Linked DNA regions of Mus musculus: regions 1, 2, 3, 4 and 6 are each linked to region 5. Evidence: chromatin contacts called from public HiChIP or PLAC-seq and promoter capture Hi-C data. All regions are on one chromosome and are shown on one strand. The core of a region is the stretch at or near the end of the contact, and the rest is flanking DNA. Distances in the headings are between cores, read along the strand shown.

Region 1 (3,672 bases), core at 745-3,244, 360 kb after region 5:
TTACTTTCCTCCATCTCATGTCCCTTCCGTTACACTTAGGGGTAGCCACTGTCAGTGTTGTCCCAATATCTTTGCACACAAAAACATCGCTGAGCACAAATGAGTAACATACTTTATACAATAGTCCACACATTTTTTCCTGCAGATAAATACTATAATTACTTAGCACTAGAACATAAATAACTTGTTTTCTTGCCTAGTCGCTATCTAAACCAGACTGGTCTCAGAACTCATAGGAGGTCTGCCTACCTCTGCCTCCCACTTGTTAGGATAAAAGTGTACACTACCAGGCCTGGTTTATTACTAATTTGCAGTTATTTAAGACAGGATGTCATGTAGCGCAGGCCAGCCTTGAATGGGTCCTCTTTTCTCTCTCACCTGCTAAGTTACACACTATGACACACGCTGGAACGCCTTGAGGATTGTTTCCATATTAAAATAAGCTCCACAAACTAGCCTTTCCAGGGACAGCTCTAGAAAGGAATTGCTGGCCAAAGGGAATGTCCATTCTTAATACTTATGCATTCCCTTGAGTGTTTGGTTTAACTTCCTATATTCATTTCTGCCAGTGCATTCCAGACTTCATATTCCCCAGTGGCATTCTAAATTACTCAACTTTCCTTGATTTGAGGTATAATCCCCAAATTGTGCTTTTGTTGTTGTTGCTGTTTGTGTGTTTTTTTTTTTTTTTGTTTTGTTTTTTTTGCCTGGCCTTGTTTTTTGTTTTTCGTTTTTTAAATTTTGTTTGAGACAGGGTTTCTCTGAGTAGCCAGGGCTACAGAACTAGCTATATAGACACGGCTGGCCTTGAACTCAAATCCTCCTGCCTCTGCCTCTGCCTCTGCATCTTCGGTGCTGGGATCAAACTCATTTGCCACCAAGGCCCGCTTCAGGTTCGGTTTTGGTAAGGAAGAGAGTCCCCTCTATTCTCGGAAGATTGTTAGAATAAACCGGCAAAAATTAAATCTGAGAAAAGCTGCACATATTTACTATGCATAGAAGGGGAAAACCACAGAAGATTACCATTCGTTTAATAACTTTCGCCCCAAGCCCCACCCCGAGGACTCAGTGGTGACCTTGAACTTCCCACCACCCAGCCTGGTTTACGGCAGTGCTGGAGATGGAACACAGCCAGGGCTTCCGGAGCAAACCTGGCAAGAGCGCTGCAGTCCGGGCCCTGCAGACCCTTCCCTATAAGGGGAAGGTCGTCTTCAGCCTCCTTTTGGTAAACAAAGACTGACACTGGCACGAACTCAGGGGACGGGCCTTAGCGACCCTTAGCGCGGTGTGGCCTACTCGGGTGTGGCTGCGAGCAGCCTGAAGGCAGTTGTGTTCTTCACGCGATCCGGTTTACGGCGGAAGGGATTCTGTCACCTTTCCTCTCCTCAAGAGTGGTAGTGGTGACAGGAAATGTAGCCAGGCCCTTCTCATTACCTCCGGCTCAACTCTCTCTGCATTCTGCCCCCCCCCCCCCCGCCATGTCTGGGGTGTGGCTCTGAGCCTCTGCGGGTGTACAGGCTAAAGCTGCAGTATGCACGCTCCGGGCACTTATGTAACCTGTGCTTTCCACACGTGGGCAGCCACACTTCTGGAGACTGAGGCTCTTAGCTATTTTTAACTGCCTCCCTCCTCTGCACTCGGTGACTCCATCCCAAGCCGGTCGCCGCCGGTTTGCAGGATCTCACCGTCTCTGTGCAGCCGCCCGCGGGGCAAAGGGACAGGCGAGGGGTGACAGGAGCCCGACCTGCCCACCACGCCCCGCTGAGACCCCGGAAGCCTGCCCAGGACCCCCGGGCAGAGGAGTGTCACCCTCGCAGCCCCTAGCAACCGCCAGTCGTCCGGGCCGCCGGGCCCTTTTACGACGGCAGCCCCGCGGCGCGCACCGCCCCGAGGGCAGGCGGGGGGTGTGTCGACCGCGGCAGCCAATCCCGGACGCGCTCTGCGGTCTAGCGCGTTCTCATTGGTGGAGCGCCGAGCGGTCGTAAGGCTTCTCCGAGTGTCGTGAGGCGGGCGCTGGGGTGAGAGCGCCGAGGGCCTCAGCCGAGTCCACAGCGGTGTCATCTGTCTAGGTAGCGGCTTCACCGCCAACGGCACGGCCATGGCTGGAGCGCTGGTGCGCAAAGCGGCGGACTATGTCCGGAGCAAGGACTTCCGGGACTATCTCATGAGGTGAGCGTCATGGTAGGCCGTGGGGGAGCCGCCCGCTGCGGGAAAACCCTGCGGCGCCGTGCCAAGGTAGGAGAGCGGCGCACGGGTGGAACGCGCTCCTACCGGTGCCCGAGGGGACGGCGCTCCCGAGGGTACAGCAAGTGACCGAGGGGATGGCGCTCCTACCTGTGACTAGGAGGGCAGAAGGGACAGCGCTCACACCCGTGCCTGAAGGGACAGCAGGACTCAGGGGACGTAGCTCCCACCCGTGACCTAAGGGACCGCAGGTTACTGAGGGTACAGCGCTCTTGGTTAAGGCGACCTAGGGAATGGCAGGTGACAGGGAACAGCTCCAGCCCCGCGAACTGAAAGACATGGTGTGACTGGGGACCCCGCCCCAACCTGTGCCGGAGGGGACGCCTCTCCCACCCATGCCCGAGGGGACAGCGCTCCCACCCGTGACTGAGAGGACGACAAGTGACCGAGCGGACAGCGCTCCCGGGCAGGACGACCCAGGGAATGGCTGGTGACAGGGAACAGAGCTCCAGTCCTTGACTGAAAGACGCGGTGTGACTGCAGGGACGCCGCTCCGGCTCGTGACCGACCGGACGAACACCGCTCCTGGGCAGGCAGTCAGGATGCCCTTGCGTGGGTTGACGTGGGGACACTGGGTGCTACCATCCCCCTCCTCGTCTCCCGGCCCGGGACTTGGCGGGAGCGGTGCTGGAATGTGCCGGGATCCGGGTAATGGGAGCTAGAATTTGCAGCACAGAGGGCGGGGTTTTTTTTTTTTTTTGGTTTTTTGTTTGTTTTTTTGTTTGTTTGTTTTCCATTTGACGGTGCTTGGGGGAGGGGGACCGGACAATCATGTGTCGCAGCCACGCAGTGCGTCTGAGAAGAGGCATTTACTTGCAAGGTGTGTGTCCCGAGGGCTTGACATTGAGAGGTTGAAGAAGCACTTTCCAGAATTCATTTTCAGTTATAATTTCCTGGTGCCTGATTCTATTTTAAGGATCTCACAAAATTTAGAAACCGATTACAATATTTCCAAGCATAGTTTTATTTTCTTGTGATTTTAAAGTTAGATAAGTGGAGGGCTGCTTTTTAATTTTCTTCTCAGTGGTCAATACCGAGCCTGCCAGTGGTGGCATTCGCCTTTAATCCCAGCACAAGGGAGACAAGCTGGAGGATCTCTTGAGTTCAAGGCCAGCCAGTCTACAGTAGTATTGTAGTTAATAGTAAATACTTAGTGCCTTGAGTTTCTACAACTGTCTTACTCATCCGTCTTCACCATCTTGATTAATGTCTTTTCCTTTGCGAGGCGCTTCTGTTTCCCTGGGACCCGCCTTCATGCCTGGGCTCAACCCCCAGTGCACCGTGCTGCTGCACTTGATTTTTGATAAGACTCAGATCAAGAACTTTCTATATTTCTAGGTCTGTTTTCTTAACAGTCCCTCAGTCCCTCCCCCACCCCCGTTCTTTTTTGTTTAATATTGAGTCTCAAACTCAGGTCCTGTGCCTTAA
Region 2 (3,927 bases), core at 598-3,097, 450 kb after region 5:
GGGTGCTGCTTACTGGTTAACCTGCTTTCTTACAGAACCCAGAACCACCAGCTTAGGGATGGCACCACCCACAGCAGACTGGGCTCTCCCCACATTGATCACCAATTAAGAAAATGTCTTAAAGCTGGATCTTAGGGAGGCGATTTCTCAGTTAAGGTTTGCTCCTTACTCTAGCTTGTGTCGGGCTGACAGACGAGCCAGCCAGCACACTGCCCCTCCCCCACCGAATACCCCAGCCTTCACTTGCTCACGTGGCAGGCCCCTGCCTTCTGGAGGAATCTCAGTGATCCTGAGAGGCAGGAAGATGTTTTAGGGTTCCATCACTCTGACAAAATACCCGTGGAAATGAGAAAGGAAAGATTTATCTGGGCTCCCAGTTTCATAGTGGAGCAGGGTATGTGGACAGCTGAACTTGTGCCGGGTCAGATGGCAGCAGAAGGGCCTGCCTGCGGGATGGAAGCCTCCCTTCTCAGATGCTGCCACGTGGCCTGATATTCTTTTGCCACTCTCTTTGCTGGCAGCCCATGCTCCTGGTGGCTCCTCATGCATGCGTGTGTCCGTGTAGCCACGTTTCCTCTCACAAGGACAGTGGGTTAGATCGGGGCCCATTCTGTGATCTCATTTAACTCAGTGGGCCTCTTTCAAGGACCTGTCTCCAAATGCAACCATATTCTGAGGTGCTGAGGTTGGGGCTTCAACTTGTGACTACTGGGGACCGAGACTCAGCCTGAAAATTCTCTAAAGCCAGGCCATAGATAAAGCTGCAGGTATTGGGATGCTGTGCTCCTTTTGGGGCAAGCAAAATGCTCACAGCTTGATTATGGTGATAATCGCACATCTCTGGAAAAACCCCACCGAAAGCCCACTGAGTCACAGGCTTTCAAGGGGGGAGTTTTGAGTATATGAATCACATACCTCAATTTTTAAAACTATTTTTAATTATGTATATACATGTCTGTCTCTGTATGTTCCTGTGCATGCAGTCGGAGGCCAGAGGCATTAGATACCTCTGGAGCTGGTGGTTGGGAGCTGGGTCCTCTGTAAGAGCATGCACGCTCTTAATCTCGGAGGTGTCTATCCAGTTCCTGTTTCAACCTTCTGTATAAGAAAGCATCCTGCAAAAGGTCAAGAAGGGGTTATATAGGTGGCTATGGGGGAAGAGAAGGGAAGGGAAGGGTGGAATCTGAAGCCCTGTGATAGCAGTCTGCGATGACTGCCAGTCTCCCACATAAGCCCTAAGAATGCTCTGCCCCCATTGCCAGCGTCTTTGACAAACCACCTGCCAGGACTTCTTTCCACCATCCAACACCCCTCAGCCCCGTTGCTCAGCTACAGAAAACAGAGCATGGTTTGCTGCTGGGAATCACAAAGCCAAGAAACAGAAGGAGCGCGCTTGGTGGGAGGGGGCTGGGCTGGAGGCGGAGCATGTGGCCAGCCAGAGCCAGGCAGCGGCTGTGGTCCTGTAGCCCCTCCCTGCCTAGAGGATGCGGCTGCTGGGCTTAGAAAAGCAACTTCCTTTCCAGGGGCGTCTGGGAGACTCAGAATTGTCTTGCCTGCTTCCTCACTTTCTGTAACTGTTCCTGTGGTTTGCCCACTTTGAGCCTCAGCCAGTTTGCAGCATCAAGGAGCTGCTGCTTCAGTGTACTCTGTGAAAGGGCTCTCTGCCTGTGTTTCCTAACTGCTTCCAGAACTGGCTTGTGCATCTTTTTGTTTTGGGGTACACACAGGCACAGGCAAGCTAACTGTCCAACACGTCACAGTATAAAAAAAGTCTAACTCTGTTTTTAAAATGCTGTAATTTTAAAATTGACGCACATTTTTGTTGTTGTTGTTGTTCCTGTGACAGGATGGCCCAGATCTTGAGAGACCATTTTAAAACGCCAAAGAAACACAGGGGGTGTCACACCCAAGTGGAGGACAAAGAGAAGGCAGCACAGCAGACCTTGCCGGAACAGGTAGCCACTATTTGTGTCGTTGTGAACAAAGGGAGCCAGTCTTGTCTTTGATCTTTCTCTATTTAACGGCTCAGTAAATATTCTGACCACAAAGCTACAATGAGCAGCGGGACATACCACTGCACACTTAGAACGGCAGTCAGTAGCTCCAGACAATTAAAACTGTAAGAACGTAAAATTACAACAAAGTTGTTGGGTTTTTTTGTTTGTTTTTTGTTTGTTTGTTTGTTTTTTGTTTCTTAAAATCAGTCTCAGTCTGTCATCCGAGGTCGCATGGTGAATGAAAATAGCTCAAAAGAATTATATGGAAAGTCTATGAACAAAGGCTCCTTGTTCTACGGCGCCCTCTGGTGGGGCTGAGAGGAAATAGCATTTCTGAAGCGAGGGACACACGTGGCTTAAAACAGGCCCCAAATGCTTCCCTGGCGTCCATTCCAGTCACTGTGACACCAAGGATCAAACTCTGCAAACCCTCCTGTGTTCTGTGAATCGTTTCTTTTTTATTTATTTATTTTTTTGGTTTTTCTTTTCGGGATAGGGTTTTTTTCTGTGTAGCCTCGACTACCCTTAAACTCCCTTTGTAGACCAGGCTGGCCAAGAACTCAGTGCCACCCCCACCTGGCTTGCCTTCCTTCCTTCCTTCCTTCCTTCCTTCCTTCCTTCCTTCCTTCCTTCCTTCCTTCCTTCCTATTTTAATTATTTTACCCTTGAGTTTTAAAATCCAGAAACTTGAGGTCTAGAGGGGAGACTGTGTCTCTACCTCAGGTAGATACTGAGACCACGGTTCTGAGTCGGAGGACCCTTCCCACTCCTCTGGATCCCCAGCTAATGAAGGGAGAGCAGGCCAGGCAGTTAGTTTTGGAGACTTGGTGGAGGGAATTTGGTTCCTTTGAAGGAGGCCAGTGGCCACTAAGGTGGGTGGTGGATGGGAGACACTGGGCGGCATCAGAAGTGGCCGCTGCATGTATCGGGCAGCAATCAGGCTGCAGGGCACAGGGACACGGCTAAGCATGTGGGGTTGAGGAGCAAGACCAGAGTGTACAGACTCTTTCCTGGGACCCCGATTCTGCCGTTTGGGCCCAAGCAGTACCAATTCACCCCTCTGTTTGGTGGTGAATGGGCTGAGGCTGTGAGCTTAGGGCCTGTGCACCAGCGTAGACAGAAGAATGAGGGCTGGCAAAGACAGGGAAAGAATTGGAACCATGAAGCCATCTCAAGAGTCTTAGTGCTCTAGGACAGGGAGTGGTCTTATTTGGGAAGGAATTCATTTGACCTGCTTGGTACTCACCTGATACATCAGGCATTTGAGACTCGTGGTACACAATCACCAACTGCCCCAGATTTCTGTATCTCACGGCTGACTAGATTTCTAATTAAGCACAATGAAGAAAAACACCCCCTTCATTATTGTTCACAGATTAAAGGATACTAATGAGAGATCCATGGACTTCTAAAACAACCAAACCCCCATGGTTCAGTACCAGAAAACGCGTAGATTTAGTCTTCAATGCCACACACCCATCTCACAACCCCTGAAGGCCCACACATAGGCACACATATACAAACTCGAACACACAAAGACCAAGAAGACATATTTTAAAAGATGGCCAAGCTGGGTGGTGGTGACATATACATTTGATCCCAGCATTTGGTGGGGGAGAGGCAAGCAGATCTCTATAAGTTCAAGGCCAGCCTGGTCTACAAATTGAGTTCTAGGACTGCAAGGGATACACAGAGAAACCTTGTTTTGAAAAACCCAATAAGAAAAAAAAAAAGATGGCGAGACAGAAGCCAAGCTTCATGGTGTAGGGTGGAGCCATGGGAGCTTCAGAGTGAACTGTCCCTGTTTTAAAAAAACCTCTTTGTACACTGGGGAGAGAGTCAAGTGCTTTCTGCACAAGGATAAGCAGCCAGGTGTGAGCGCACACCTAACCTGTGATTGTAGCATTGGGAAATAGGGATGGCTGGATCC
Region 3 (3,744 bases), core at 1,140-3,639, 390 kb after region 5:
TCCTAAGAAGGCAATTAGGAGACTGGGCAGGAAAGATGGTCCCTGACTCATCAAACAGTGAGACCAGCAGCAGCAGCAGGAAGAGGAGGAGGAGGACAATAATGTGAAAACTGGGGCACTGATTGGGGCCCAGAAGGGAAATTTGTTTATAACATGAACTGAAATAAGGCAGCCTACCTCTCTGGATCTCAAAACGCTGACCCTGAGCCTGCATGGCCCGGAAAGTGCTACAAGGACTGACTGATTTGTAGCATCTCCAACCCCAGAAGCTGTTACTGATAAGGATGTTTTCAGGGTTTTTCTATTTAGTCCCTTAACAGCTCTGTAAGGAAGGGATAGATGTTATTTTCATATTTGTTTTGTTTTAGAGACATGGTCTTTCCCTCACACTATGTAGCTGGCTTTCCCTCACACTACGTAGACCAGGCTGGCTTGAATTCACAGAGATCCACTGCCTCTGCCTCTCAAGTGCTGGGTTTAAAGGCTTGCACCATTATGCCTTCCTTATTTCCATATCTGAAGCCAAGGTTTGTGGTGATTTTTGTCAAATCCCAAGGCTACAAGGAGTGGGGACAAGATTCTAGCCCAGTTTCTCTCCAGAACCTAGGCCCTTACTCATTTTATTATCCCCCACAATGGATCTAATAAATTCTTTGTAACATTGTTCAGAAGACAGGTTTGGCTTCTAGGGAACAAGAAACAATAAAACCTATACATTGGCCTTTTGTTTGTTTGGTTGTATGGGTTTTTGAGACAGGGTTTCTCTGTGTAGCCCTGGCTATCCTAGAACTCACTTTGTAGACCAGGTTAGCCTCTAACACAAGAGATCTGCCTGCCTCTGCCTCCTGAGTGCTGTACTAAAGGCATGCGCCACCACCTCTAGTTCAGTCTTTATTTTGCTTTTAAGATTTATTTATGCTCTGTTTATTTATATAATAATATAAGTTAATATATGTTATATATAATAAATACTAAATATATTTATTTATTTATTATGCTCTATTTGCATGTATGCCTGCATGACAAAAGAGGTCATCAGATCCCTTTATAGGTGGTTGGAAGTCACCAAGTGGGTGCTGGGAATCAAACTCAGGGCCTCTGGAAGAGCATCCAGTGTTCTTAACCTCTGATCCATCTCTCAAGCCCTCAGTCCTTGTTTTTAATAGTTACATTTTGTTCTATATAATTAAATTTGTCAGGCAATTTACACTTCAAGACATGTGTGTTGCCCAAGGTCTCTATTCTACATAAGATCGTACTCGGCCTTAAGAATGACAGGGGCCTGGAGAGATGGGCTCAGTGGTTAAGAGCACTGGCTGCTTTTCCAGAGGATTCAGTTTCCCAGCACCCACACAGCAGCTCACAATCTTCCCTAATTCCAGTTCTAGGGAATCTGATGCCTTCTTCTGATAGCTATGGGCTGTGCATGAATATGGTACACAGACACACAGGCAAATGACAGAAGGGGGTGGGGTCACATATATATCAAATCAGAACACTAAGAGGTTAAGTCTCAGGCAAAACTGGGTTACTAAATAGCTTTCTGTCTGCAACACATTCTAGGATCGTTGTTTATTCTTGTTACTATAATTAACACCCTATCATTTGTACAAATTAATGGGTTTCACTGTGACATTAAGATCCATGTATATGTCACCAGAATTTTTAAACTGCCACTAATTATTTCAAGTACATACTGACTCCTTCAAATCGAGGTTTCAACTATATTGTGAGTACTGGCAATTTCATATATATTGAAAAACAGACTTTTCATAACTACTGTTATCAGATTTTTTAATATAGAAGTTACTATACTTCAAAGGGAAAACGTGTAGCCATATTAAAAACTATTTTATTGGACATCAAGGACGATTTTTATTGTACATTCGTTATCATCTTTGTAATCTTTCAAAGGGCAAAGGGACGGGGCTTTCGCACTTTTGTTCGTTCAGGTCTAACTCCCTGAGAACGCTGGAGCAGTTTCATCTGTAAAAGATCCCCTTCTCTAGTAATGACTGCCTTTCGCGAGGCAGTAGGATTGACAATTAACCCTTTTTTTTTTCTTGATCCAATTTTAAGGAGGAAGCTGTTAGTGAAATCGTTAAAATAAAGGCCATTTCATTACCATCTCTCCAACCCAAAACAATCGGGGCAGGACCTGTCACTCAGTGCCTGGACAGTCATGCAACTGGACACTGTTTCTCTGCACCAGGCCGGACAGACAGCTCTAACTGTGTCCCTCCCTACTGGCTGGCTGAACGATCTTGAGGATAAGAAAAGCCACTCACCAGCCCCCTGCGGGCACCCGTGGGCGCGCCGGAAGTGACGTAATCAGGCCCGCCCCAGCAGATTAAAGAGCAAGGAGGTGCGCATGCTTGAAGGAAGCGGAAGTCCGGATTTCCGGCCGGCGCTTGAAGGTGCGGATTCCGGGCTTCCGGGTGGGCGTGGGGGCCGGACGAGCTAGGGGTCGGCGGCGTGGCAAGAGGACAGGGCTATGGAGAAGCTGCGGCGCGTCTTGAGCGGCCAGGACGACGAGGAGCAAGGCCTGACGGCGCAGGTAACGTCCTCGGCCGCGGCGACAGTGGGAGAGGGGACCGCGAACCGCTCTCGGGGAGTCGGTCCCGGATCCCCGGGACTGTCCGGTCCCCGCTTCTCTGCCATGGCCTTTCTCTGCGCCCTCCCCTCCTGCACCAAGTTCCGCCGCCCCTGCAGCGAGCAGGCCTCGGGGCCAGGCTGCCTGTGGCCGGCTCATTCATTCCAGGTCTCAAGACAGATCTGGGGCTGGGGAGATGGCTCAGCGGTTAAGAGCACTGACTGCTGCTCTTCCAGAGGTCCTGAGTTCAATTCCCAGCAACCACATGGTGGCTCACAACCATCTGTAATGGGGATCTGATGCCCTTTTCTGGTGTGTCTGAAGACAGCTGCTGTGTACTCATATAAATAAATAATAAATAAATAGATCTTTAAAAAAATTAAGGCTGAGATCTGGGCGAGAGACTGGAGAGCACGGACGTGCCAAAGGTTGCCTGTGAAGTCAGCCCTCCTTAGTAATGCATGGTTTTGTTTTGTTTTGTTTAATTAACAGAGCCCTTGTTTGCTTGTGACCCAGACATGAGACTTGATAAAGACTTACTTCCTCCAGTAAGAATTAAAAATAGGCAAACAGGAACTGCTTTGTGTTTTGCACGCTAGCACATTTTGGTGTGTCTTGGCACAGACCTGGGCCTGATTTTGTATTACATGAAGATGTTTTGTTTGTTCGTTTTTCCTTTCTGACTTATTTGTTGGCAGGGCTGAGGTAGCCCGTGTTGAGACAAGTGAACTCTATATTGTATTTTGTGTTTTGTTTGTTTGTTCTTTTTGGGTTTGTTCCAAGACAAAGTCTCACTGTGTAGCCCTCACTGGCCTGGAGCTACAAAGGTCCTCCTGCCTCTGCCTCCTGAGAACTGAAATCAGTATTGTAATTGCAATACAAAAGACCTGTACATAGTCACTTCAGCAATGGCTGTAAATATGGCTTATCCACCGTGCTTGATAGTATCAACTGCTTCATGCTCCACTCTTTGTTCTAGATCTTTGCTGTAGCTATGACCACATGTAGCCACTCAAAATGTAAACAGATTAAAATGTAGAATTTATTTCCGTAGTGGTGCATGCCGTTTTTAAGTGTTGAGTAGCATGTGGCTGCTGCTCAGACATTGCTGGAGTGTTGTCAGGCAGTGCTCTTGTAAATCCTGGGGACAA
Region 4 (4,003 bases), core at 419-2,918, 310 kb after region 5:
GCTCTCCCTAAGCCAATGGGAATGGCACCATCAGATATAAGCCAATAGAAATAAGGGCATCAAATGTCTTGGGTTGAAACCAGAGGCGTATAAGCTCAACCTTCTTTGTAATGATGAACCAGTTCCAGATGTGGCATTTGGAATCATCTAGAACTCAGGCCGACCTGAGGCTGTATCATTTGTTCCCTTCCCTGAGCCGGGTGGGTCAGAAGGCATGAGTGACGTCTCTTCTGCAATTCTATCAGCAGTGAAGAGCCAGTGCTGCCTGTGTGATGCTGGGGATGTCACACCTTGGCCAGTTCATTTCATTTCCAAGTACCCAGATGATGAAGTATCCCCGATGATAGAAACTCAAGCAAGCCTGTGTAATGAGAACTGAAAGTCTCCCCCAGCTGTATGTGAATTCAAGGTGCTTCAAAAGCAGTGTGAACCCACAGTTCCTTTCTAGGGATGAGCTGTCTCCTGCATCAGTGTAGAGATGGGAGGTGTCCAGGTTCCTGCTGCCTACCTTGCCTCTGTCCCCGCTTTCCAACATCACTCTTGGCCCCAAGGCTACAGTTCTCTTTCAGAACTTCCTTCCTCTCCATCAGAGACCCTCTCACATGTGGTTACTGTATGTAACAGAGTCCACCAGCTAGCTGAATTACAGCGAAGGCCACCATACTGGACACACTTGATCTCACAGGGCTTGCTGTCCTTTGATCAGCATGTAAATCCTTCAAGGTCAAGGACTTCACTGTTTGGTTCCCTGCTCTCTCTCTCTCTCTCTGCTCTCTTTGCCCTATGTTTCTCTCTCTGTCTCTCTCTTTTTGTCTGACTCTCTGTTTCTCTCTCTGCCCCCTCTCTGTTTCTCCTTCTCTCTGCTCTCTATCTTTTTGTCTGTCTCTCTCTTTCTGTCTTTTTGTCTGTCTCTCTCTGGTTTTGTCTGTCTGTCTTTTTGTTTTTGTCTCTGTCTTTTTTGTCTGTCTTTTCCTCTGTCTCTCTCTCTCTCTCTCTCTTCCCCCCCTGTCTCTCTCTCTCTCCTCTCTGATCTCTGCTCTCTGCTCTCTCTTATTCCTGGAACACTGTACTGCACAGACTGGGCACTGAATGAGTGTTTGGTGATGGGAGAGATGGATGCATCTCTGTAGAAAAAGTCTTATTAACTGAATCCATCACTCCAGATGACTCAACACCTAAGTGAGCTGGCCTTTTTTCACACTTGAGAAATAAGGGTAACAATATCCATTTTTCAAAAATTATTTGTCAAGAGTAAATGGTAAGTAGCCTTGCCTTGTGCCACATAATTATTGATGGCGTTTTATGATATCACTGAGACTCACAAGGACAGGAGAGGCATGGGTGCCAGAGCCTTGGGTTGTCACCCACCTTGCCTACCAGAAATCGCTGGTGTTTTCCACCAAGAGCCAAACAAAGACTGTCCTGGTGGTGCTGAGGTTTTTACACTTCCTTCCTCCAGTAGCAAAAATACGGGTTGCTGACTATAGTCCACTAGGTGGACAGGACCCCCTTTCAAAGAACTTTACAGTTACCTAGATGATATGTAATTTCCAAGAATCAAGAAGCATTCCACAGACTTAATAATTCTGAAATGAAAAAAATTTGCATGTCACAGTGAAATCATTGACCTAGTTACATAAGTGCCCTCCTGCCTCCACCTTTGCTACCTCCAGTTTGCAGCGCTGAAAACAGAACACTTGTGGTAAGGTATCTACCCCAGGAGGGTGAAGAACAAGCCACACACTGCTTTGGGGAGCCCAGCTTGGAGCAGAATAGCAAGAACAGACACGGTGCTAGTAACCTGCAGTTCGAAGTCATCACTTTCAGTCCCCTGTGACCAGGGCCAGGGTCTCCACACCTGTGAGAGGAAGCAAAGATCTAAGGAATCTGAAATTTGAGAGAGAAACTGCAGCTGCCAGTTTGTGGGTTGGAACATTATTGGTAAGTTTTGTTTCAGCTTGGACTTTGGGAAAACACTAGGTTTCTGCTGTTGTAAATGGCAGGCTTTAAAAGAAGAATAATATTGCCGTGGTCACATCACCAAGTCCTGGGTGCTTAGAGACTTGGGTTCCTTCAATCCCGTTTAGATGAAAGCCAGGTGCTCACTTTGGTAGTCTTTTGAGTGCCGTGAGTATTTTATTCTATGGGACTTAGAACATCAACTGTTGCTCCAACTATGTCTAGGGTTGGAAAGGAGTCATGCCCTTGGGTGCTGCAGGAAAGAAGTCTGAGTCTCCTGAGTTTTTCAGGTGTTAGGGTCTCTGCCCTTTCTACTCCATAAGGAGATAGAATATGATGTATTTTTGTTTGGTTATATTTTTAGACAAGGTCTCATATATCCCAGGCTGGCCTTGACCTTGCAATTAGCCAAGGATAAGCCTGATCCTCTGCTACCATCTCCTGAATGCTGAGATTACTGGCATGTACCACTGTACCAGGTTTTCTGAGCTGCTGGGAACTGAACCTAGTCTTCCATGTACACCATGCAAGAGCTTGCCTTGCCTCTCCCTCCCTCTCCTTCCTTCCTTCCTTCCTTTCCTCCTCCTCCTCTTCCTCCTCCTCCTCCTTCTCCTCCTTCTTCTTCTCCTTCTCCTCCTCCTCCTCCTCCTCCTCCTCCTCCTCCTTCTTCTTCTTCTTCTCCTTCTTCTCCTTCTTCTCCTTCTTCTTCTCTCCCTTTCTTTCTTTCTTTCTTTCTTTCTTTCTTCCTTCACTTTTCAAGACAGGGTTTCTTTGTGTAGCTCTCTGCCTCTGCCTCTGCCTCTGCCTCTGCCTCTGCCTCTGCCTCTGCCTCTGCCTCTGCCTCTGCCTCTGCCTCTGCCTCTGCCTCTGCCTCTGCCTCTGCCTCTGCCTCTGCCTCTGTCTCCCAAGTGCTGGAATTAAAGGCATGCACCACCACCACCTGACCTGAATTCAGTTTTTAATCATCCACTACTGAGCTCTGAATGACTTACTGAGAGCTTGCTATATTGCCTTCAGGCTGGGTGCTTCTCTCAGGGGAGATGCTCAGGTGTGCCTAGGCACAGTTATGATAAATGAGCCTGTCTGATTTCTCAGCCTAGAACTTCTAGAAGCAAAGAGTTTGTGGGAATGCCAGCCAATGAGGCAAGATAGACCTTGAGTTACTGGCAAAGGCTGACAGAAACCGCTAACACAGGCACGCCTAGAACACAACACCTAAGTCATCACAGGCAGCCCTCCTCTAAGGCAGTCAGCATTTGACAAAGAGGCACGGAACCATTTGCAATTCGAGAGACCCCTCTGGAGAAGCACTGTCTGTAATAAGGACAGGAAGTGCAGATTCTACAAACCCAAACTCTGGTGCCCTTGTTACTCAGGGCTGTCCTGGGAGCAGGGTGAGTCACAGGATGGTCCCCTAAAGTGGATGAAGCTCAGCAGAGGGCATGGACCCAGAGAGGAGGAAAGGGTTGAGGCAGAGGGACAAGGTCAGGACAGAGAAGGAGCCTCTGCCTTGTGCTGAGAGAGAAAGCAGCGGGTGATCCCAGAGCCCACCAAGTAGAATGCACAAATCTACCCAACACTTCTGCGAAATTCTCAGGAGAACTCAGGATGGCGTGACTGGTCGGAAGACATTCTTCCGATAACATCAATGTCCAAGTGAAAGTGACAAACTTGCGGGTTTCTCGGTGCTCTGGGTTATTGAGTGTCATTTAAAGATGCTGTTGTGCTTTGACTAGGACAGCATCGGACGTCCACGCTTTCCCCTGCTGCACTAAGTGCCTTGGGCTTCCTGAGTCCTGGCTTCTATCTAATAATATCTTCTAAGCCAGTTCCAGAAAGAGGAAATGAGCAGAAAAAGAGGCCATAGCCAAAATAGATACAGCAGGCCCCTGCCGTCAGCCTGGGTGCTTCTCCCAGGGGAGACGCTCAGGTGTGTCTTCATATATACTGACTATTTTAGGCACAGTTCTGATAAATAGGGCTGTCTGCTTTCTCAGCCTGGAACTTCTAGAAGCAAAGCGTCCGTGGGAATGCCAATCAATGA
Region 5 (3,749 bases), core at 19-2,518:
GGATGCTGCAGATGCTCAGGCTAAGAGTTCTATAACTCAGAAGACGGCTCAGAATTAAGATGAAAAACCTTGTAAAGTGGGCTCCATTTTCACATCATCGAGAGAGCCTTCTGTCTGGTGAGGAGAGAAGGCTTTCTCCAAAGTAGCAGTGTCCTTGACATTAGAGAAGCCCAACACCAATCCTGGATTGGGGTGCAGCTCAGAGGCAGAGTGTGTTCTGAGGGGCAGGTTTTAATCTCCAGCTCCAAAAACATAACGTCTTAGACAATTCTGTGGAATACTACAGAGCCAAACATCAAATTATCCGTGGAATGTTCAAAGCCATAGCTCTGAGGTGGGATGCCAATACACACACACACACACGCACACGCACACGCACATGTACACACACACACACACACACACACACACACACGACCTGATTTGATCTCGAAGGAAGAAGAGGAGGTGACACAACAGAAGATGCCAGATTGGAGGGCAGTTTTACATGCAATATAATTTGCAGCATCTGCATTTCAAACCGTTGTGTTCTTCTAGATTTTCCAAAGATGCTACCATGTTGACAAACATGTGACGCTTTTTGTTCCCTTTACAAAGTTGTTGATCCTAAAATGAACACATCTGTACCCATCTGACTGACTCCGTACTTCACAATAAACTTAGGGCAGTGGTTCTCTACATGAGAAATAAATGAATTTCTCAATGGGCAATTCCCCTAGTTCCAAAGAAACTGGTGTAGCTTTCGAGGGTAATTTTCAAAGAGGGGAAGTCATCCCTCCATCTCCGTCCTGGTTTTATAGCAACACCCTGCACCTAGATGTGCCAATTGATATCTAGTCCTGGATGGAGAGGATGGTGGGTGACCGGGAACAGCACCCAAACAGGACACCCAGAGCAGGGAGGGGCCAGCAGGAACAACTAGAAAGGAAAGTGATGTTTACACACAGAATAATAAAATTTCTCATCCTGCACACACCACCTTTGACATCAACCAGAGCCACTGCCTATGTTCAATATGTCATGGTTTCCACTCCTAGTAGTTTGTAGACATTTTTACTTTGAAATGGGGGGGGTGGGAATTAGGGGGGTTAGGCTTGGAAAGAACCGGCGCTGCCCTAAAAGGAATGAGGAAGTGAGAGCAGAGCAGTCTCTGGCTGGCTTTGGCTGTGTAACAACCCATGATGTTCCTTCCGGCCCCAGTAATATTCTGAGTTTCCACCTGCCCGCCCCCGCCACATATAACACTCAGCACACGAGGCTGAGGGCCCAGTGCCTTGTCTCTGTGGGTGGACTCCTAGGGTCAGAGTGTCATGTTGTGTCTCCCGTTTTCCACAGTTCGCCAGAGGTAAAAAGAGCTCTGGCTGAAGACCGTTGCTGGTAAGTACTGTAGATTAACAGGACAAAACATAAACTGCCTTGTGGGTCGAGGGTCTTGGGTCCCTGAAGTGTCAGGGGCCAGTGCCACTAAAAACAGCTCTATTGAGAAACATGTGTCAGCCTTAGAAGGACTCTGAATGGAGAATGCTAGGGGCTGTGTGTCAGCTGCCAGCTTGGGGGCTTAGGGATTCTGTAAATGTTATCTTTTGTTTCTGTACACTGTATATATTGTCCTGGAGGTAAATTTCTGTCTTACTTGGGTTTCATGAGAGTGCAGAGCTTTTAATATAGTATGTGCGAGCACTCAGAAAAGCAAGTCTTGGTTGTTGTAATGTGTACTCAGGCTCTCCTGATGGGAACTTAGTAACTCGTAACAAAGTTTGGGAGTAGTAAAGGCGTGTGGCTTAAAGAATTTAGGATTAAGTTTCTCAGAGGCTGTTCTTAATCATAGGTGACATTTAGGAAGAAAGACTGATGTTATCTTGCTTCATGGAGTCGTAGGAATTTTTATTTCATTTGGATAGAATAAGACACAATGAAAACTTGGATGAGATTCTCAACGATGCTTCTTAGTGGGAGCCCAGTTTTAGGTGAACACTTTTCTATCCAGTAGCTTTAAGCTCTGGGTCCTTTTTTGTTTTGTTTTGTTTTGTTTTTTGTTTTTTCAAACTGACTTTGAAATTTGAATTTGACTGGACTAGTTATTCTATTTTCTAACTCTTTTCATTTATGATTTGTTGTACACAGGATCAAAGCCTCGAGGTAGTGGACCCCCCTCTTGGACTGTCAGTCTCCATTCCAATGAAGCTGATAAGCAGTCTCGATGGTGTACGTAAGTCCTTTGCACCTACTCATTCATCTTGTCCACAGACAGGGGCTGAAGGACCTTCGCTGATGTTCTTTTTCCTCTCTTTTAGTCAAAAACACTTAATGCTAACAACATGGAGACATTAATTGAATGTCAGTCAGAGGTAAGAAAGTAATGTTTTAAACTTTTTATTTGCACTGTAATTAGATAAAAGACATTCTTTTGTTACTCATTTGGGTTATTTAATTATTGGTGTGAGATGAATATCAGATTATAAACTAAACACGTCTATTGAGATCTTCCAAAATAATGTTGATCTGAGAAGATAAAATACAGAATCAATGCATTTGACTTAATTTTCAAGATGAATAAAAGGCCGTATGTGCATTTTATGGAGAAAGATGGGATGTCTTTGGGTGTCACTATTTTAACTGAAATGCATGTTTTCAGGGTGATATCAAAGTGCCTCCCCTGCTGACATCATGTGAGAGTGAAGACAGCATTTGCCAGCTAACTGGTGAGTTTGAAAACATACTGATCTCTCCTGTGCGCCTAACTAGTGCTCTGTTTGCCAAACCACAGGGCTTTTACTTTACTGAGATTTGGTTTTCTAAGTGTTCTGAGAGAGCGCAGAACATTAACCCTTGACTAAGACAGCCAGAGCTGTAGGAGGGGAGATTCTGTCCGTGGCCAGTGCCCAGGGACACACGGGGTTTCCAAGCGGGCTGCCAAGTCTTAGAACTTGTAAGCTTTGAGGATGGAAGCGTGCACACATTGGAGAAACACATTGCCCTGCCCACCGCTTGCTTCCTTCTCCAGTGGAGACCAAACCTAAGCGCCCGTGAGGCAATTGTTGCTGATCTACAACATCAAAGAATCAGGCATCCTTTCTTACCATCTTTCATAACACATTTCATTACGATATGCATCAGATCTGACCACCCCTCCCAAAGTATCAGGATGGGCCTCTCATTCTTATCTCTCTTCCTCTTGCTGGTACAAAATAGGTAAATGGTCGGGTACTTGGTAAAGTGCCAAGCCTTCGTGGCAACCTGCTTGGAGAACCAAGCTTCTGAAATAAGGCTGGGTCTGGGTGATAGCAGGATTCCCTGGGTGACATAGCGCCCTCTAGCGGTAGTATCTACGGGACTGGAGGTGAACAGCCAGCCCTACCCAGAATCTTCTAAAAGATCTTCGAAAGGAAGCAAAACACTTCCTCTCTGTAATTTTCACATTCAAAGAAATAAATTAAAATACTATCCATCAATCAGAAATACATTCTTTGTAGTCGTTACGAATACGTTAAAATGGGTGGTTTTGACCAGCACCATTGAAATTTCGCTACTTTTCTGTAGTTAAAAGCTGTGCGCATAAAAACAGGAAAGGTGGGGCCTTTGAGGAACACTGGTGTTGATGTTTAGGGACTCGCTACCCTGACAACAGTGTAGTGGTTTGGGGTTGATCTTTCTAGACCACGGTTCATGCCCTTGGCCTTCTCGAATTTTCAACAGTAGGTTGAAAACAGAAGGTTGGTTTTGAGGGCTCTTGTTTTTTGTTTTTTGGT
Region 6 (4,017 bases), core at 1,396-3,895, 410 kb after region 5:
CATTTTCAGTCAGATCACCACATGTAGGGAACGTTGTTAGCCCTTTTTTTGTTTTGTGGTGTGTGCATTCCTATGCGTGTGCCTGTACTGTGTAACAAGGTTTCGTGTCTTCTTCAGACACTCCACATTATATGAAATTCCAAGTAAATTATGACTATAAAATGATGTGAAAATGTGTACTGGTCAACTAATCACTTCAATATACCACACATCTCCCTTTAAAAAACTACTTTAAATTGTTTTTGCATGTATTTACTTTTGTATGTGTTTGCCTGTGTCCTGCAACAGTGCATGCATAGAGCATCAGCGAACAACTTACAAGAACCTGTTCTTTTCTTCCATTGCGTGGCTTCCGGGGATCGAATTCGGATCATCAGGCTTGGCAGCAAGTGTGTTTATCCTCTGAGCCATCTTGACCCGCATCTCCTCTTTGAAAGTCTTTTGGTCACCTTCACTTCAGATGACCTCCCCTTGTTCCAACTGCCACCTGTTAAATAATCCCACCAAATGGAATGCGGAACAGGTTCCTTAAAAGTCTAGTGTTGTGACTGGTAGATACCCGTCCCATGCCTCCTTTCAGGTACACCTGCTCTTCCTAACTTCTTGCAAGAGGCAGAGGGAGAGGGACAGACAAGAGGCAGAGAGGGACAGGAAGAAAAGTGTCACTGATGTATAGACACTCCTCCCAGAGTCAGAAGTATGCAAGCTCTTGCTAAGGCAGCTCACATGAGGTGCTGGGATGTCGTCCCCTGAGGTCGTGCCTGGACCCAGGTTTCCTGCTTCCATTCCTCCTGACTCTCAGGGGACGGGGATGCTTGTAGCTCCCTAGGTTGCAGGCTCCTGGGCTAGACAGCAGGCTGCTAAGGTGACATGGAACATTCCAGTACCTAGTCTGAACCTAACTGTCACCCTGGTAATGGTTCATTTGCTCCTCTGGGCTTTTAACACACCAGTCTCTACCAGTTGGAGGTGGGGTTCACTTATGTGGGTTCCCCAACCAACACACTCTTCCTTGTCTTTAGTGTAATAGTCACATCTGGCTCTGAACTCTCACGTGGTGCTGAGTCTTGTCCTGTCTCTCACAGCATTTAGAGCCTCTGGAAGTGCCATGTCCTTCCCTGTAGAATGGGCAAGGTAATAGGAATGCTCGACACAGACCTACATCAGTATATGTCACCTCTTAAAGTTATTAGACTGCCTACCACCCCCACCTCTGACCTTCAACCCAGCCATTCCTGTTACTTCTGGACACCTGAAATCTTAGGAAGCAATCTGAACACGGGCAGGAAGCAGAGGATTTCAGACATCACACATTTCCACTAGCACACGTGACATCTGGGCATCCAGCAGTTTGTGGCATTTCCTCCAAAGATGACCTCCCCAGCTGTACCTACAGAAATGGCTCCTGACTCCTTTCCCCTAATATTCAATCTGCACCATGCTTACATCTCCATCCCCACAACTACCTAGAAACTAGAACCCGGACTAAAACGATACAAGCGTGCTTCAGTGTCTTGGGAGCTAAGCTGCCCATGTTCTAGTGGCCTGAGCTCAAGGCAGAGCTGGGTCCCCTGGCAGGGGCAGAAGGCTCCTGTGAGCCAGAGAGCTCTCTGGAAGCTAGCGAGCTGCCTTTGCATAGAGGGAAGGTGATGGAGATGCCTGTGTATTTGTGGGACCTATGCCAACTTCCTGGATGCTCTGATGAGAAAAGCTTCCGCCCCCCACAAGTTCCCTTGGCTACCCTGGGCTGTGAGTGTCCAGTTGCTACTGGAAAAGGACAAACAGAAGAGGAGGGGGTGGGGTGACTGTTGGCACAAGACACAGAGGCTTACCCACTTTCCCATGTGCTCACCCTGGGCCAGAGCTATTCATTGTGCACGGGGAGCAGTCTTTTAAGTCTAGCTGTTTGTTGCTCCCTTTCAGTGAAACAGGTGCCCGGTAAATCCCTTTGACTTGTAGGTGCATTGTCTTCTAACTGTTGAATGGCTAGCTTATTGGATCTTTCAGTGTTGTGGTTATGTTTTCATGTATAAACAGCCAGCTTCCCTTGTTTGTACAACACATGGCATTGCAGGCAGTCACTTGATAAAACAGAACATGTCATATATTTCCTATGTTGCTATTGTATAACAAAACCTTGCCTATTCATAGACAACAATGGCTTTAATGTGTAAATAACTCCCAAGGAGTGGTATCTTGGGATACAATGCGGGGGGTGGGGGGGGACCTAGGTAGCGCCTAAAAGCCCCACCCGGTACTGGCGGCTTTCTCTGCTATTCCAGATTGGCTCCAAATTCCTCTCCGGAGTCATCTGAAAGGATTCTCTGTCTAACGTGCAGGACTCCACCAGTGACTTGGTGCTACCAGTTCCCTTGAGACCTAGCTCTCTGCTTCTGATGGACTAATCCTTCACTTCTCGAGCCATGGGAGAACGAGAGAGGAGAGACTTGGGGTACTGGGTGCCAGCTCCCGCCCCTGCGAATGTCGGGCACTTTGTCTCCAGCGTTCAGCAGTCTGCGATAGCCGCAGCCCCTAGCAGCCCGGGACTTGGCAAGCCCTTGCCAGCGTGCGCTCCTCCTCCTGCCGCCCGGCCCAGCCCGGCGCGTCTCGGAGGTGCGATCCAGGCGACATCCAGATTCACCAGCAGTGGGGCGGCTGCTGGCGTGACCGAAGGACCCAGCTCGGAGCACACGGAGGGAGCTCCCGGGGTTGCCGAAGCGAGGGAGGGGCGGGAGGCGCCTTCGCTTGAAGGAACTGGGAGGGAGCGGGAGATGCTGCGGCTGCTAGCAGGTGGGTGTGCGGGGAGCGCGCGGCGATCAGCAACGGATGGGGAGGTGCCGGGGGTCGCCAGACCAGTGGGGCGGCTCCGCGCGCGGCGACTGAGACCCGCCCCACCCGCCCCTCTCCTTCCAGGACACTGATGCTCCGCTTGCTCGGCAGAGTCATGTCATTCCTGCCTATGCCGCCGCCGCCGCCACCACCACCGCCGCCCCCCCGAACTCCGGGGGGCCCCGCTGCGCGCCAGCTATCCCGGAGACCCTGTGCGCCGCCCGCGCCTTCACCGCCCGCTGCCTCCGCCGCCGGCGGCGAGAAAAAGAGGAGGCCGCCCGAGATGCTGCTCTCCAGCTCCTGGCCCTCCGCCACCTTGAAGAGGCCCCCGGTACGGCGCGGCCCCGGCCTGGGTTCGGGCACCCCACAGCCGGCTACCTCCGCACGCGTCCCGCCCCAGCCCTCTCCGGGCCGTGGGGGGACCTCGACCACGTGCTCCGCGCCCCGGCGGGTCGCCTGCAGCCACATCCCAGCGGGATCCACCGCCTCGGGGACCTCTGCGGGGGCGGGGGCTGGGCCCGACGACGCCACGCGCTTCTCCTTGAACCTCACCCCAGAAGCCATCCTGGTCATCCAGAGGCGCCACCTGGAGAAGCAGTTGCTGGCGCGACCCCGCAGGCCCTTCCCCACACCCTCTGCCGACCCGCGGCTCCCACTGGTACCCTGTCCCCGGACCAGGGCTTCGACCCTGCGGAGGGGTGGCCCCACCAGTGTCCCCAACGCGCCTCTGGCTGTGGCTGTCAGCAGCCGCCCTCCCCGTGCCTCGCTGCTGCCAGGAGGTCTGCAGGCCACTCTGCCCAGCCCGTGCCCCTCCAGCCTGCGCCCAGTGCTTAAGGTGTCGCTGCTCAATGAGAAGCACAAGTACGATGATGAGGAGTACGAGGAGGAGGTGGAGGTGGTGGACGAGGGCCTCGTGCGCAAGTGCACCGAGTGGCTGCGTGGGGTCGAGTCGGCGGCAGCTGCGAGGGGCCGCACAGGGCATCTGGACTCGCTGCCACACCTGAGCACCCTGTGAGGCTAGGTGGGCCTGTGGGACCCAGCCTGGCTTGAAGCCCACGGCCGCCTCCTGGGCTCCTTGCACACCTGGGCTCTTGTGAACCAGGTAGGCCAGCAAGGGACAGGACTATTGCCTGGTACCTTCCCCAGGTGTGCTTATTCATGAGTGACCCACAGGCTTTTCTAACGCCT

The links. Promoter capture Hi-C pulls out the DNA fragments that hold promoters and counts their contacts. HiChIP or PLAC-seq counts read pairs in DNA pulled down with a chosen protein or histone mark. Capture Hi-C pulls out chosen DNA fragments and counts their contacts.
Region 1: a promoter capture Hi-C map of hematopoietic stem and progenitor cells shows a contact between it and region 5. The contact joins the promoter of Mpc1 here to the promoter of Tagap in region 5. A contact is called at or near these places in 6 of 39 promoter capture datasets (the C10 cell line, the HPC-7 cell line, hematopoietic stem and progenitor cells and 2 more), 5 of 115 datasets of contacts at active chromatin or transcription factors (bone marrow-derived macrophages, memory CD8 T cells, regulatory T cells and 1 more) and 1 of 9 other capture datasets (liver).
Region 2: an H3K27ac HiChIP or PLAC-seq map of thymic regulatory T cells shows a contact between it and region 5, with 4 times the contacts expected there. The contact joins the promoter of T2 here to the promoter of Tagap in region 5. A contact is called at or near these places in 4 of 39 promoter capture datasets (the C10 cell line, the HPC-7 cell line, embryonic stem cells and 1 more) and 4 of 115 datasets of contacts at active chromatin or transcription factors (large pre-B cells, memory CD8 T cells, microglia and 1 more).
Region 3: a promoter capture Hi-C map of pancreatic islet shows a contact between it and region 5. The contact joins the promoter of 4930506C21Rik here to the promoter of Tagap in region 5. A contact is called at or near these places in 4 of 39 promoter capture datasets (the C10 cell line, the HPC-7 cell line, hematopoietic stem and progenitor cells and 1 more), 1 of 15 datasets of contacts at CTCF or cohesin (large pre-B cells), 4 of 115 datasets of contacts at active chromatin or transcription factors (bone marrow-derived macrophages, large pre-B cells, memory CD8 T cells and 1 more) and 3 of 9 other capture datasets (adipose tissue, liver and pancreatic islet).
Region 4: a contact with region 5 is called in a promoter capture Hi-C map of the HPC-7 cell line. The contact joins the promoter of Ccr6 here to the promoter of Tagap in region 5. A contact is called at or near these places in 5 of 39 promoter capture datasets (the C10 cell line, the HPC-7 cell line, hematopoietic stem and progenitor cells and 2 more) and 1 of 9 other capture datasets (liver).
Region 6: a contact with region 5 is called in a promoter capture Hi-C map of pre-B cells. The contact joins the promoter of Prr18 here to the promoter of Tagap in region 5. A contact is called at or near these places in 2 of 39 promoter capture datasets (cranial neural crest and pre-B cells) and 1 of 9 other capture datasets (liver).

What each region holds. Positions count from the first base shown.
Region 1 is chr17:8,281,793-8,285,464 of GRCm38.p6, forward strand. Mpc1 (mitochondrial pyruvate carrier 1) reads left to right here and starts at 1,995. Exons shown (of 5, transcript NM_018819.5): 1 at 1,995-2,169. The coding sequence starts at 2,099.
Region 2 is chr17:8,370,549-8,374,475 of GRCm38.p6, forward strand. T2 (brachyury 2) reads left to right here and starts at 1,848. Exons shown (of 11, transcript NM_001161832.1): 1 at 1,848-1,955. The coding sequence starts at 1,848.
Region 3 is chr17:8,308,729-8,312,472 of GRCm38.p6, forward strand. 4930506C21Rik (RIKEN cDNA 4930506C21 gene) reads right to left here and starts at 2,390. Exons shown (of 5, transcript NR_073374.1): 1 at 2,289-2,390. It overlaps Sft2d1 (SFT2 domain containing 1), which reads left to right and starts at 2,375. Exons shown (of 8, transcript NM_134114.2): 1 at 2,375-2,557. The coding sequence starts at 2,495.
Region 4 is chr17:8,234,375-8,238,377 of GRCm38.p6, forward strand. It overlaps Ccr6 (chemokine (C-C motif) receptor 6), which reads left to right and starts at 1,669. Exons shown (of 3, transcript NM_001190333.1): 1 at 1,669-1,941.
Region 5 is chr17:7,924,732-7,928,480 of GRCm38.p6, forward strand. It overlaps Tagap (T cell activation Rho GTPase activating protein), which reads left to right and starts at 1,269. Exons shown (of 10, transcript NM_145968.2): 1 at 1,269-1,377; 2 at 2,125-2,205; 3 at 2,295-2,348; 4 at 2,636-2,702. The coding sequence starts at 2,179. All of the region lies in intron 4 of Gm1604a (predicted gene 1604A), which reads right to left.
Region 6 is chr17:8,338,094-8,342,110 of GRCm38.p6, forward strand. It overlaps Prr18 (proline rich 18), which reads left to right and starts at 2,646. Exons shown (of 2, transcript NM_178774.4): 1 at 2,646-2,790; 2 at 2,914-4,017. The coding sequence starts at 2,921. The coding sequence ends at 3,844.